2 separate regions of the Oryctolagus cuniculus genome follow, and region 1 is linked to region 2. A link is a contact called in public Micro-C data. All regions are on one chromosome and are shown on one strand. Each heading gives the region's core, a stretch centred on a gene start, on an enhancer-like site or on the middle of the called end of the contact. The rest is flanking DNA. Distances are from core to core; before and after follow the strand shown. Region 1 has its middle 120 kb from the start of IRF2BP2. Region 2 holds the start of IRF2BP2 (interferon regulatory factor 2 binding protein 2).

Region 1 (6,885 bases), core at 4,382-6,881, 120 kb before region 2:
ATTGTCAGAGCTTGGTCTGGTTTGAAAACCTGGAAGATGATGGATGGCCTGCTAATCCCTTTGGTGGTTTGGGTTTGAACATGAGGAACAGTGTGTGGTGTGAATGCGTCCTTCCTTAGTTGAGATCATGGCTGTGAAAGCATTTAGAAAACCGTAAAGCCCACGCGGTGGTGCAAGGAGCTTTGTTGCTGTGATGTCTTCCTCCAGGCGGTTGCCTGGTTCCTGTCCTTTTCCTCTGAACTCTATCACACAGATGTCAGACTCCACCCCCCGCCCCACCCCACAGCCTCGTCATCTTCAGGAGAAGAAAGTCTGTGGCTTCCATATTGGGCATCTGTAGCTTTCGGTTAGATCCAGATTCCCAGATCTCATTATCTAATCCTCGAGTTTCCATAAGTAGCCTCAAGGATGGCCTAAACCGTAGCTGTCACTTACTCCCGGCTAGCTGGGGGGAACATGCACGGATTTGGGTGCACTGTGGAGATCCCTGCTCCCCATCCCAAGGCTGCCCTGCAGAGGCAGGAGGAGCAGAGTCTGCCCTGGGGCTGGATGAGCAGGGCTGCCTTTGACTGTCCTGCAGTAAATGTCCTTGGGGGCGTTGACAAGATACCGGCAGGGTGTGTGTGTCCCACAGGTTGCTCATCCCACTCTAACAAAAGGGTGTTCCCAGGGCAGGCGGGACGGTGTGCCAGGGTAGGATGGGCTGCTTTTCTTATTTATTTATTATTTATTACCTGATCCTTCCTGCAGTTTTATGTTATCTTATGCAGTTATAAGGAGATATAGATAATATACATGTTTGCCTTTCCCTGATTATATTCTGTATCGCTTGGCTAAAGCTCTCTATCAGCCAGAAGGATACTGGCTGAATCTTAGAGACTTTTCTCATTATCTTAAACAAAACAAAACACTCAACCAGCCTGCCTACTGTCATTGCACATAAAGCGGTGTGGATGCGCAGTAAAAGCCACAGTTGGTAGAATCCAATGCTCCGGATTTGGGCCACGGGGAAGCAGCGTGGCTGAACGGGTCATTCTCTGGTCTGCTCGCAGGCCCTTTCCTCGCTGGCTGGGACAGTGGACGGCTGGCTGAGCCATCGGGTCGCAGCCACTCAGATGGGTCTGTTGGGCGTGGAAGCCACCTGCATTTTCAGCATATTTAGGGCTGAGTTTGATTTGTCTGAAGAGCCAGAATTTGCAGCCCCCTCTACAGGGACTGCCCTGAGTTCTGGCTGTGCAGCTAAACCACAGGCCTTTCAGGGTCTCATCCCTCTTGTCACTGAGGGATGGACTTGGGGTCTTTTCCACAGGGCTTGTGTCCTGCCAGGTTGGATGCTAGGTAACCTGAAAGGCAATTCCTGTCCTCACAGAATTCGCACATGGGGTGGAAAATGAGCCCCACGGGGGCCACACAGTGGAGAACAAAGCGCCTAGAGAAGCTTGATAGATCTCTGCAGATGTGTAGAAGATGTGCAGAAACTGAGCCCTGAGTCCTGCGGTGCAGAGTGACAGAGCAACCCACCTATGGCAGCGTCTGCCAGTGCGTCCCTCCTTGGAAGAACTCCCATAGCATTTGCTATCTTCACTGTGCGTCAGCACAGCCCTGTACACCACCGTTTATCTCCTACAGCTCTCACCAGTTTATGGAATCATCAAATGCTCTGGAGATCCCATCTGCCAAAAAGGAGAAATGGAGGCAATGGGAGTAGATGAGTTGTCTAAAGCCTTTTCAGGCTCTCATTCATCCAGGGGCTTGAAAAGCCAGCCTTTGGCTAGAGAGAAGAGCAGGCAGGCTCTGACACCAAACCAGTGGCCCCAGTCCCCAAGGGAGGTCCACTTAGTGACTCACCTGTGGAAGGGTGAAGAGTGGCCCCTACAGGTCTTCACTCTGCTCCAGCTCAGAGGGTGACCCCCCCTCCCAGGGCCCTGCAGGAGTCCAGAGATGTGGATTCTAGGACCACCATCGCCACTCATTAGCACTGGGGTCTTGGCTGAAGCAAACCCAAGTGAATGGCAGCAGCACCCTTGTGGCCTTCCAAGGTGTCGCGAGGGTCACGCACATGTAAATGTGCATACGGCCTCATATACAAAGGTGTTGGCTCGGGGCTCTTCCTTTGCATCTTGCAGCAGGAACGTTTTATACCAACAGAACAAGCTATCAGGAGAATATGATGAGCCTGTTGACTAATCCTGGACATGTCCCAGTGGTACATTTTAAATATGGGGCATGTGTTTCAGCCAGTGGTTAGGCTGACAGTTGGAATGTCAACACCCCGTATTGAAGTGCCTGGGATCAACACATGCCCCGGCCCTGGAATCCAGCTTCCTGCTGATGCAGACCCTGGGAGGCTGCCGGTGATGGGGCTCAAATACGGGAGTTCCTTCCATCCATGTGGGAGATGGATTGAGCTCCTGGCTTCATGGATGGCCTAGTTCTGGCTGTTGTGAATGTTTTTAGAGTGAATCAGCAGGTGAGATCTCTCTGTCTCAACCTACCTCTCAAATGATCAATAAAAAAAGTTTCCCTTTAAAAAAATAAGATAAATGCAACTACCTGGAGACCCATAATGTGTGTCAGCTGATTCGCCGTGTGATTGCCTGTCACAGGAAGATGCAAGATTTAGCACATTGCTTTATGAAATTCCAGCCTCAGGAAAACCCCCGAGTCTCTAAAAATCCTCAAAACCAGTTCCCTCAGCAACTTTGTCAAATAGCCCCGGATGGAAACAGTTGACGTCGGCTTCTTAGCACCTCACTGGCTTTGCAGGCTCCAGAATACTGATCTGGGTACTAACACAGCAAGGACCTTCCACCACCTGCATCACGCTTCAGATTCTCCAAACCTATCTGGGTGCAACTGTCAAGATATTTATGAAAATGGCCACTGTTCTTTCCTCCCCCTGCAGAAAGCCCACCCTCAGCCCCCAGAGCCCCTGGAGTACAGGAACAGCTTCTGCAGAAGACGGCACTGCAGATGGCACAGCAGGGGCCTGGGGCCTCCCAGGGTTCTCCTTAGGCCTCTCTCTGGTTTGGACTTGAGCTTCAGTTAACAAAGAATACCTGTGTCCATTAAAGCAGTAGCAGCCATTTAGAGGCCCCACATGTGAAGTTAGAAGGTATTATCGTGGGGGCTGCAGGTGGCTAAGCCACCTGCAACGCTAGCGCATCTTATATGGGACACTGGTTCAAGTCCCAGCTGCTCTGCTTCCGATCCAGCTCCCTGCTAATGTGCCTGGGAAGGCAGCAGATGATGACCCAAGGACTTGGACCCCTGCCACCCATGTGGGAAACTTGGATGAAGTTCCAGGTTCCTGGCTTCAGCCTGGCCCAGCCTTGGCTATTACATCCATTTGGGGAGTGAATTAGCAGACGGAAGACTTATTTCTCTCTCCGTCTCTCCATCTTTCTCTGTCACTCTGCCTTTCAGATAAAGAAAATAAAGCTTAAAAGAAGGTTCTATCATGGTGATCTTCTGGACACCCTCAGGCTGAAATCTGCTGGAGCCGCACCCCCATTTCTGACCCCTGGTTCTTGCTAACTTGTGCTCCAGCTACAAAACCAGTGCTGAGCTTCCCCTGTCTGTCTACACAGAGAAGGATTTTAAATGCTTTCTATTTGTGGCTGCGAAGCCTCGTGATGACTAACGGCAAAGGCGGAATCTCTCTGTACATTGATTTTTAGTGCAGGCTTAATGTCTGTATGTAATTATTTTTACCATGCAGGTGAAGCAAGAAATTAAATTGGGCTTCTTAATGAGGGGGAAAAACCAGCACCAGAAATGGAAGATCACAGGAGAACTTGAGCAGGTTACCTGTTTGCAAATGCAATTCCCACTTTAGCTCTCTGTTGCTGGAAATGCGTTTACCATCCCCCGCCCCCACACCATACAGATCTGTTTTTTGCTTTCTCTTGGTTTCTCAGGAAAGAAAAATCCCCCAGGATCTTCCTTTTCTGTCTGCCTGACAAGCCTATTAGGGAACCGACATTAATGTGTAAGTGAGGGTAATGGGTTTTCTGCTGTGCCATTCATGCTACATCAAACTCATGGGTCCCGAGGAAGGAGGAGCCTTGAGGGGACCCAAGTTCATGTCTGCATGGCCGGGTGACCCACCACACAGCAGGGGGAGGCAGATGCCGGCTGCCCAGCTGCTCCTCCTCCAGGGCCAGCCTCCCACCGCAACCACCGCATCCTTCTCCCCTGCAGACGGTGGGGAGAAAGCTGGGACTCTGAAAACCATTTAGGAGGTGGGAAAGGCAGGCCCAGACATACTGGCCAGAGGTTGGTTTTGCAGACCACGCCTGGGGAAACGGGAGTCTGTAGGGTTTCAGAGGCTCAGACACCCTCCCTGCGACGCTCGGTCTGCAAAGGAGCCCACCCGACTCAGCGCTGCTCCCAGAGTCTCCCGTGGGCGGTCCCTGTCACAGCGAGTCAGCTCAGAAGCCGGCTGTGGCTTGGCCAGGCCCTGAGATGGACACGAGCTCCCTCCTCACCGCGGGTGGTGCTCTGCTTTGTCTCTGGGTGAGCTCTCCTGGCCTCTGGTTACGGAAAGAGGACAGCAACAACCTCACGGTGCTGCCCCCAACCCAAGCCTCCCTTTCCTGTCCTCCTTCTCAAGAAGTGCAAGTTTGTCTTCTAAGCAGTTCCACCCAGAGACAGGCTTTTATCGTTGCTGTCTGGTCTCCGGCTCCCCCTGCCCCTGGCTTCTGCCTGCCTCCCCGACCCCAAGCGCATGGGACCTGTTCGCATTGGAAGTGGTGCAGCTCTCCATCACGGCTAGGTCCTCCGCGTGGAGGGTCAGCTAAGGTGTCTGGGGGTCCCGGGGAGGCAGGGACGTGCACGGATTGCACGCGGCAGGGGTGGGTGTGGGTAACTACTCTGCTTTGCAGCATGCATCAAAGAGATCAATCCCGGCTGCGCCCCGCTGCGCGTCCCTGTTTGATTTCACTTAGTAAGGAAGCAACTCCTTGCTAAGAATATGTCCCGAGAAAGTAGCGCAGGCCTGTGTGGCAGGCTGGGGGAGCTGGCGGAGGGACTCCGGGGAGCTCTCTGGCCGACTTGCCAACTTTCCCCTCCGCGACCTTGAGCCATTTCCCTCCGAGAGGCAAAGAGGCCCCTTCAGAGGACTGGCCAGGGCCCATGTGAAGCGAACCCCTAGCCAGCGGGTTTGACAGGAAGGTGGCCACAGGCCCTGTGAAAGCAGCCCCTGCCTATGCCTGGCCGTTGTGTGTAACACAAGCGTCCAGGAGACGGCCGAGTCTGCCTGCTGCAGCACTTTCTAGAATCAGAGGAGGCCCTTCTGGGAACTCTGCTGAACGGGAGGGTGAGGAGTATCTGATGTTGCGGTGGGGGAACGCTGACGAAGGAGGCTCCACTTCTGAGTAGTAACCTTTGCCTCGGACCCCCGCCAACCTTCCGCTTGGAGCTGTGCCTCCGTCACGACTTGTCACCTCCCGGGAGATGTTCCACTTTCCAAGCAGGTGAAAAATGAACCCGGTTAAAAATAGGAGACTGGGCTCTTCGCAGAGTCCCCTTGTAAAGAGACACTACAGAGGGTGTCTCCCAATGGGCAAAAGGAAGGCCCCTGCCCCCTGGCTTCCTTCAGCCTCCCTTGGCACCCGGAACCACCGCACGGCCTGGAACCCAAGACCAGCACCCCGCTGTGCTCCGGCAGCAGGCAGAGCCTGGGCAGCTTCACCCTGGCCGCCAGGGGCCACCGTGTCCGTCCCCGTGCCCTTCCGGCCCGTTCTCCTCCCTTTAAGGCGCTATGAACCCGGCTTGCTTTCTGGAGCCTTCTCCAACCGTGGACACGTTCCCAGTGGAAATCATGACATTTTCCGTTTCACATTACGCACTCCACAATGCCTCAGGAAGAAAGAGGGAGAAGGAAAACAAGGCCTGGGAGCCAGCCTCTCGCCGCCGGCGCAGCCAGGGCCGGGCTACGCTGGGCCGCGCTCTGTTGATCCCTGAGCTGGGCAGCTAGCGCATCCGCCCGCCCGCCCGCCCGCCGGCCCCGGCTGCGCAGCCGGGACCCCACGCCCAGGTTAACTGCTCTTCTCTCTGCTCATGTGGCACATCTGGAGAAAGGCGTGCCTCTCTCCACTTTGTTGTGTTTTTTTTTTTTTTTTTTAAACTTTACTTTCGACTGCCATGGTAACGGCTGCATGTTTGGCAAAGGGAAAGAGGAAAAAAAAAAAAAAGCTCAGAGAGAAGAAAAGGAGCTCTCAGCGCGGGGCTGGCGGCCGGCCAGGGTAATCATGCCGCAGAGCTGAAATGAGGCCTCTGGCCGGCAGCCAAGTTACAAAGAACAAAGCTGTCAGTTCCCAATGTTGGCGGCAAAGCTTGTTTGGCACCCTTATATGGTTTCCCAGAACTCCCTGCCTTGGCCGCCGTCCATTCCCTTCAGGGCAGCAAACAGGATTAGCACAGCTCCCAGTTGTTTTTCTTCTCTCTCCTCCGACTGTTCCAATGACATCATCCTGCTGCATTCAGTTGCCAGCAGGGTGGGTTTCTCTCTCCTTCCCTCCCTCCATGTCCTCTCTCTCTCTCTCCTTCACACACACACACACACACACACACACACACCTCCACACCCACTCACTTCCTGTAGCCGCCCCCTCGACTCTGACTTTCTTTAAATGCAATGTTTTAGGTCATTCTTCTCGTCCAGCTTCTCCACAAAATTAAAAACACCCCGGTGCTTGCACATTTAGCTGAATCAAGCCAGACGCTGTATTTTATTTTTATAACTGAATTCCTGTGAGATAAAAATCTCATTTTCCTTCGGAGGCGGTAATCAGCACTCGTAGGGATGTGGTTTCCAACTGCCCCATCTCGTGCTTCCTTATGAAGCTCCGCTGAGAAATGAACTTGGCTCCCGTTCAGGTT
Region 2 (6,290 bases), core at 3,080-5,579:
CCTTGCAGACTGAGCCAGTGTGTGACCTCAATCTCTCCTTTGTCTGTTTTGTCTGCTTTTCACTTAGCTCTTTAAATTCTGACACAGTAAGTAGTTAACCTACATCAAGACCCTGAATTTTGCTCTAAACGGGGATCTGTACATATGTTGACACACAGGCTGGTGACTAACAGCTTCAGTGTATAATATGTGGATGATTAAGAGGCCCTGTGATTTTATTTGGCCTGATTCTTGGACTCTCCGCAGAGAGTTATCTCCTCTACATGCAAAAGTCTCTTTAATATGCGAATACTCTCTGTGCTCAGGGGAGGCAGACTACAGAAGAGGTCAAACAGAGGGAAAGTTATTTCTAAAAAAGAATACTTGCCATTTGAAAAACAGTGGCATTTTCTCATAAAGCGCTGACTTCGGAGAAAAGCACTCATATCAATTATAGCAGGTTCATTTATGTCGGGCTCCTCCATGTATACCTAGATTTAATCACCTAAACAAATGTGTTCAAACATACACACAAGTATTTATAATTTTTTTAAGTGGGAAAGCCCTGAATAGTACATGTGCTCTCCTAGTCTTATGGCACTTGTACCCGGGCACAAGAGCCTGATGTGATGTTCACAGAAATCCGAATGACATGTGGCTGCATTTTTTTTCTTCTTTCAAATATGCTAGGGTCATAGTTTAAGAAGCTTTCCTATGGTTGCAACATCAAGTTATTTAAAGAAGCTGCACTCTCAAGAATGAAGGCTATGATTCAACATCTGGATAGAGGGTGAAACCCGTGAACCCAGCGGTCCCTGGGAACACCACCTCCTGGGCAGCAGCCACAAGCTGCTGGGGGCTTGGGACTGCACCCCCTTCTGCTCCTGTGTCTTAGGGGCAGAGTTCCATCAGGGCTCTCTGGTGGCAACCCTTTCTTTTTACTGCCCTATGGACTGTCAGTACAGGGCTGCAGTGTGCTAACCAGAGCAGCTGGACCAGAGTAAGCCCTGGGGACCCTATTCCCATTTTTAGATGTTAAATGCTCACCTGGTAGAAGCCTGTGTAAATCTCACTGCAGGGAGGTGAGATCTGTTCTACCCCCTGAGCTATCGCTCCCTTTGGTTTGCCTTCTGGGCACTTACTCTCCATACTCCTGCTTTTTTCATGGTGTCCTACTGAAATGCTTTCCTTTTACTCCTAAACTAGGATCTTTATTTAAAAAAAAAAAAAAAAAAAACTACAAAATTGGAGCTAGAAAGGACGACTGCTTTCTCTAGTCTCAGCAGGAGTCCTCCCCCCCACAGAATAGTTCCTTCAGTTCTTAAGACAAATTGCAACATTTCAGTGCTCTGGTTCAAAGCCAACCTCAACCCACTGCTTCACTGACACTTGGCGCAGGATCTGCCTGCCTGTCCACGTATCAGTGTGTAAGAGCTGGCTGCAGACAACCTGGTAACCTTGACTCTGAGTGGCGAAGATGATCGTAATTCTCTTTGGAGAGGACCTGGAGCCTTAAGCAAGAGGGCAGAGTCTACGTGACTAAAACATACCAACTTCCTCTTTCATAAGTCATCACATGATGAACTACAATTACAATTCCTGCCTTGTCTCTGCGAATTGCAGACGCATTGCCTCACCCTAGAAACCCTGCTCCTGTGTGTGGAGGAGGCGGCTGTAACTGCTGCAGCAGCCGCTTTGGATGGGATCCAACTCTAGTCTTCGCCGGGAGGGAGGGAGGGAGGGAGGGCGGTGGGTAGAAGACAAAAACAAAGCTATGTTTACTTAGCATACATCCATAAAGCTGCTTCAGAGCTACAGGAAAGGCCAGGCAGCATGAAAGACTTTTGATACAATATAAGGAATTGCTGCCCCGGATCCAGGTCCAGCCTTAACCCCCTTGATCCCGGATCCTTCAAGGGCAGGCTCAAGCCCAGAAATAAAACCGCCCTTCCACTTTCCAACAGGCGTTGCAGGAGGGAAGTTACCACAACCCAGTTTCAACAGTAAGCTGGCGGGGTGCATTCAAAAGGAAATTCTCTTCCTTTGGAGAGCAGGAGCTCTGTCCTACAAAGGTCCTGACTTCGGAGCTCTCCGGGGATTCTATTCTGGGGTGGAGTGGCAGGCGCTCTCTGGAGGGCATTACAATGAGCAGGGAGCGCTGGCAGGTAAATGAGTATAATTAAGCCACCGTCCTAATGGCAAGTTGTTTCCATTGAATGCATGGGGTTCTCCAAACGCTCACGGAAAACGTGTATTATGACATCTACGCACGAACTTCAAGTTCTTTCACACTCAAACTTATCTTGTAACCCCGTTTTCCCATTGACTTTTTGCGGCTGCCCACTACGTTCCCAGCGGTGCTTCCCGAACCATCTTTTGAGGGCCCTGAGGAGGCTCAGGCCTGCAGCACAAACACCAGGCTTCATCCCCGGTGGGTGGCACAGGGTCGCTAAGCAGCGTGACCAGCAGGAGGTGCTCCATTGCAGCGGCCTCAGCTGCTCCTGGGAGGGATCCCGGCAGGCCCGTCCTCCCCAGCAGGATGGCAAGTGCCAGGTAAGACCTGGAAAGGGACGGGGAGACCCTCGGAGCAGACACGCCTCTGGAAATCCCCGAGGGAAGACAGTCAGGGTTAGCCTCTCCAAACATCTAGACGTGGCAGCATGTTTTCTGCGCCATTTTCAAACAACTTTCCTGTGTTCTAAGCAGCTCCCTCCGTTGTCTATGAGTGCTTTTCCCTCTTCCTTTAATTCTTTGAAAGAACCTGGCATTTTCAACAGCAACAACTAAGGAAACGTCAGCAGGATTTTTTCCCTCCCTCTCCACCTACCAATCCAGTTGTAAGGATGATAATATAATTAGTACCCTGTTCTTCCCACACTTGACCAGCTCACTCCAGTCTCAGGGAGAGATGCGGGCCTGTGCTGCTGCTAGCCAAAGCAGCTCCAGAGACCGCTCTGACAAAGCAGCAACGTCAAAGTCCCAGCCGACAGCGCCCAAGCCCGCGCCTCAGCAGGACCAACGACCAACCCAGAGATTTACCACAACACACACCAGCTCCTCCTCCCGATAAAAGTGGGAACCTCACGCGCTCATTCAATAGGGGCAGTCTGGCTGCCCACGGCGTAAGACAGGCGCGGGCCCGACCGGCAGGGCTTTGGGGCCGCACCCCGTCTTCCCGCCAGGCAGGTCTGCACCCACCACGGTTAGGGCCGGACTGGGTGGCGCAGAGGGCGCAGGGCCGCCCCCTCCCGAGGCCCGCCCTGCGCCACGGCCGCGACCGAGCCAGCCAGCCGGTCGCCCCCAGCGCCCGCGGGGACCCATCGAGGCGAGCAGGCCGCGCGCCCCGACCGCGCCAGCGCCACCCGCCACCTCGAGTCCAAGTTCGGGCCCGGGGGGGCGGGGCCGGAGGCCCCGAGGGCCTGCCGGGGGCGGAGCCTGCGCCGTGACGTGACGCGCCGCGCCTCGCTGGCCGTAGACCCCGGATCCCTGGAATGTGCATTCGTTCAATGAGGCCCCCGTGCCAGCGGCGGCGAGGCACGTTCGCGCGGAGCGTGCGCACTGGCGGCGGCGGGGGCCTGCGGCCCGCAGCCCTGCGCCCACGTCACGCGCTCGCCGCGCGGACCTACATAAGGCGGCCGGGGCGGCGGGCGCGGCCAGGGCTCCGCTCAGAGGGCGGGCCGACGGGAGGTCTTGGTGTTCTCGAGCTCCCGGTCTGGACCGCGCTCCCTTTCCTTACGGAGGGCTCCGTGGAAAGCGCGCGAGCCAGCTGGCGGCATGACGACACCGTGCTGTGCTTGGGAACAGCAGACTCTCCTGAGTTTGTGAAACCTGAAGGGCCTGGCGGCGCGCGTGTCCGTCCTAGGGCAAATGCAAGTGCAAAGCATTCCTGAGCGATTCTGTGCTCACGTGTCCAACATTTGGCTTTCAACTCCTCAAAAACCCAAAACTGTGAAGCACGCCAGACCTAAACTCTCCATCAAGCGTCTGACAGAAACCAAGTTACAAAGTGGCCTTGCCTTTATTATTATTATTATTTATTAGTTTTAGCTCGACTCGACAGAAAGGACAAGCACAGGGAAACCAAATCCCGACTGAGGAGTCTGTAGAGCCGAGGAAACAGGGCAAACATCCCCATGGAGCAGCGTGCTCACGTCAGGGACGCCGGCCGCTCACTGGAGGCGGCGCGGACCCGCGGAGCCGGCTCTCCCGGCCGCGTCCCTGCGCGCGGGGCGGGGGGGGGGGGGCGGCGAGGGAAAGCGCGTGCGCGTGCGCGCGGGAGGGCGGGCGCGCGCGCCAGGGGAGGGGGCCCGCGCAGGCGCCGTGCGAGGCTGTCGAAGAATCAAGTCTGTAGAAGTGGAGCGGCCGCGGCGAGCAGCAGCAGCGACAACCTAGGCGGCGGAGCTGAGGCGGGCTAGGCGCTGACGCGGGCGCTGGAGAGCAGCGACGCCAGGAGCTGTGAGAGAGCGGCAGAGCGACCCGGGGCCCGCGCCGCGCCCGAGCTTCACGCCGCTCGGCCACCGCCGCCGCCTCGGCGCGGCATGCCCCGCCGCTCGGGCTGAGCCTGCTCCGGCGGCCGCCCCCCGGCCCCGGCCCCCGCCCCCCCCGCGTCCTCCCCGCCCCCCGCCCCGCACTCCGTGCCGGCCACCGCCGCCGCCGCGACCTGCTGCGCTTCCCCGCGTCCGCGCGGCCCGTCTTCGCCCCGGTCTGGAGGCCCGCCGCGGCCCCGGCCGAGCCCCCGCCGCGCCGCCCCGCCGCGCCGCCCGCCCGCGCCCGCCACCGCGCCGGCCGGGGGGACCTGCTGCCGCGGCTGCAGCCCCTCGCGCCGCGCCCGCCGCCCCTCGTGCACCGGGGGCGCTGCGCGGGCGCCGAGCCTTCGCGGGCTTTGCCGCCGCCGCCGCCGCCTCTGCGGCCGCCGCCGCCACTGGTGGGGGAGACGCGGGGTTGGGGGGGGAGGAGGGCTCGCGCGGTGCCGGCGGGGGGCGGCGGGGCCCCCTCCTCCTCCTCCACCTCCACCTCCTCCTCCTCCCCCGGCGCCGCGGGCTCCTCGGACATGGCCGCGGCGGTGGCGGTGGCGGCCGCGTCCCGGCGGCAGTCGTGCTACCTGTGTGACCTGCCCCGCATGCCCTGGGCCATGATCTGGGACTTCACCGAGCCCGTGTGCCGCGGCTGCGTCAACTACGAGGGCGCCGACCGCGTCGAGTTCGTCATCGAGACGGCGCGGCAGCTCAAGCGGGCGCACGGCTGCTTCCCGGAGGGCCGCTCCCCGCCCGGCGCCGCGGCCCCGGCCGCCGCCAAGCCGCCGCCGCTCTCGGCCAAGGACATCCTCCTGCAGCAGCAGCAGCAGCAGCAGCTCGGCCACGGCGGCCCCGAGGCGGCCCCTCGCGCAGCGCAGGCCCTGGAGCGCTACCCTCTGGCGGCCGCGGCGGAGCGACCTCCGCGCCTCGGCTCCGACTTCGGCGGCAGCCGCCCGGCTGCGGGCCTGGCCCAGCCTCCGACGCCGCAGCCGCCGCCTGTGAACGGCATCCTGGTGCCCAACGGCTTCTCCAAGCTGGAGGAGCCGCCCGAGCTGAACCGCCAGAGCCCGAACGCGCGACGCGGCCACACCGTGCCGCCCACCCTGGTGCCGCTTATGAACGGCTCCGCCACGCCGCTGCCCGCCGCGCTCGGCCTCAGCGGCCGCGCCGCCGCCTCCCTGGCCGCCGTGTCTGGAGCCGCGGCCGCCGCTGGCCTGGGCTCAGCGCAGCCCGCGGAGCTGGGCGCCCACAAGAGGCCGGCCTCTGTGTCGAGCAGCGCAGCCGTGGACCACGAGCAGCGGGAGGCGGCAGCCAAGGAGAAGCAGCAGCCGCCGCCGCCACCGCCCGCGCACCGGGGCCCGGCCGACAGCTTGTCCACCGCGCCCGGGGCCGCCGAGCTGGGCGCCGAGGGCGCAGGCAAGGGCCGCGGGCCCGGAGAGCAGGACTGGGTCAACAGGCCCAAAACCGTGCGCGACACGCTGCTGGCGCTGCACCAGCACGGCCACTCGGGGCCCTTCGAGAGCAAGTTTAAGAAGGAGCCGGCCCTGACTGCAGGCAGGTTGTTGGGTTTCGAGGCCAACGGGGCCAACGGGTCTAAAGCAGGTAGGGGCGGCTGTGGAGCGAGGGGGCTTAGGGGAGAGGGTCGGAGAGCAGAGGAGGAGGGGTGGTTGCTTCCCATTCATCGTGCTACCCCAGCCCAGAAACAACAAACACCCAACTTCCTGATGTGCCTGAGGCGGAACCAGTGCTTAGTGGCAACGTGTTCATGTGCTGAAGCAGCATAACAGAGATGAGTCA

What was found. Hi-C and Micro-C count contacts between places; a contact is called where the count stands out from the background.
Region 1: a contact with region 2 is called in a Micro-C map of ear pinna, with 10 times the contacts expected there. The contact joins the enhancer-like site here to the promoter of IRF2BP2 in region 2. A contact is called at or near these places in 6 of 6 Hi-C or Micro-C datasets (ear pinna, embryonic fibroblasts, liver and 3 more).

The regions. Positions count from the first base shown.
Region 1 is chr13:54,024,422-54,031,306 of mOryCun1.1, reverse strand. No RefSeq gene overlaps it. Among named protein-coding and RNA genes, the nearest start is that of IRF2BP2, 120 kb to the right of the region's middle. Within about 2 kb of position 5,631, at least 8 of the 8 cell types and tissues checked have an H3K27ac peak or open chromatin away from gene starts, as enhancers often do. A contact at or near this core is called in ear pinna, where this site is marked.
Region 2 is chr13:53,906,558-53,912,847 of mOryCun1.1, reverse strand. It overlaps IRF2BP2 (interferon regulatory factor 2 binding protein 2), which reads left to right and starts at 4,329. Exons shown (of 2, transcript XM_008268248.3): 1 at 4,329-6,095. The coding sequence starts at 5,030.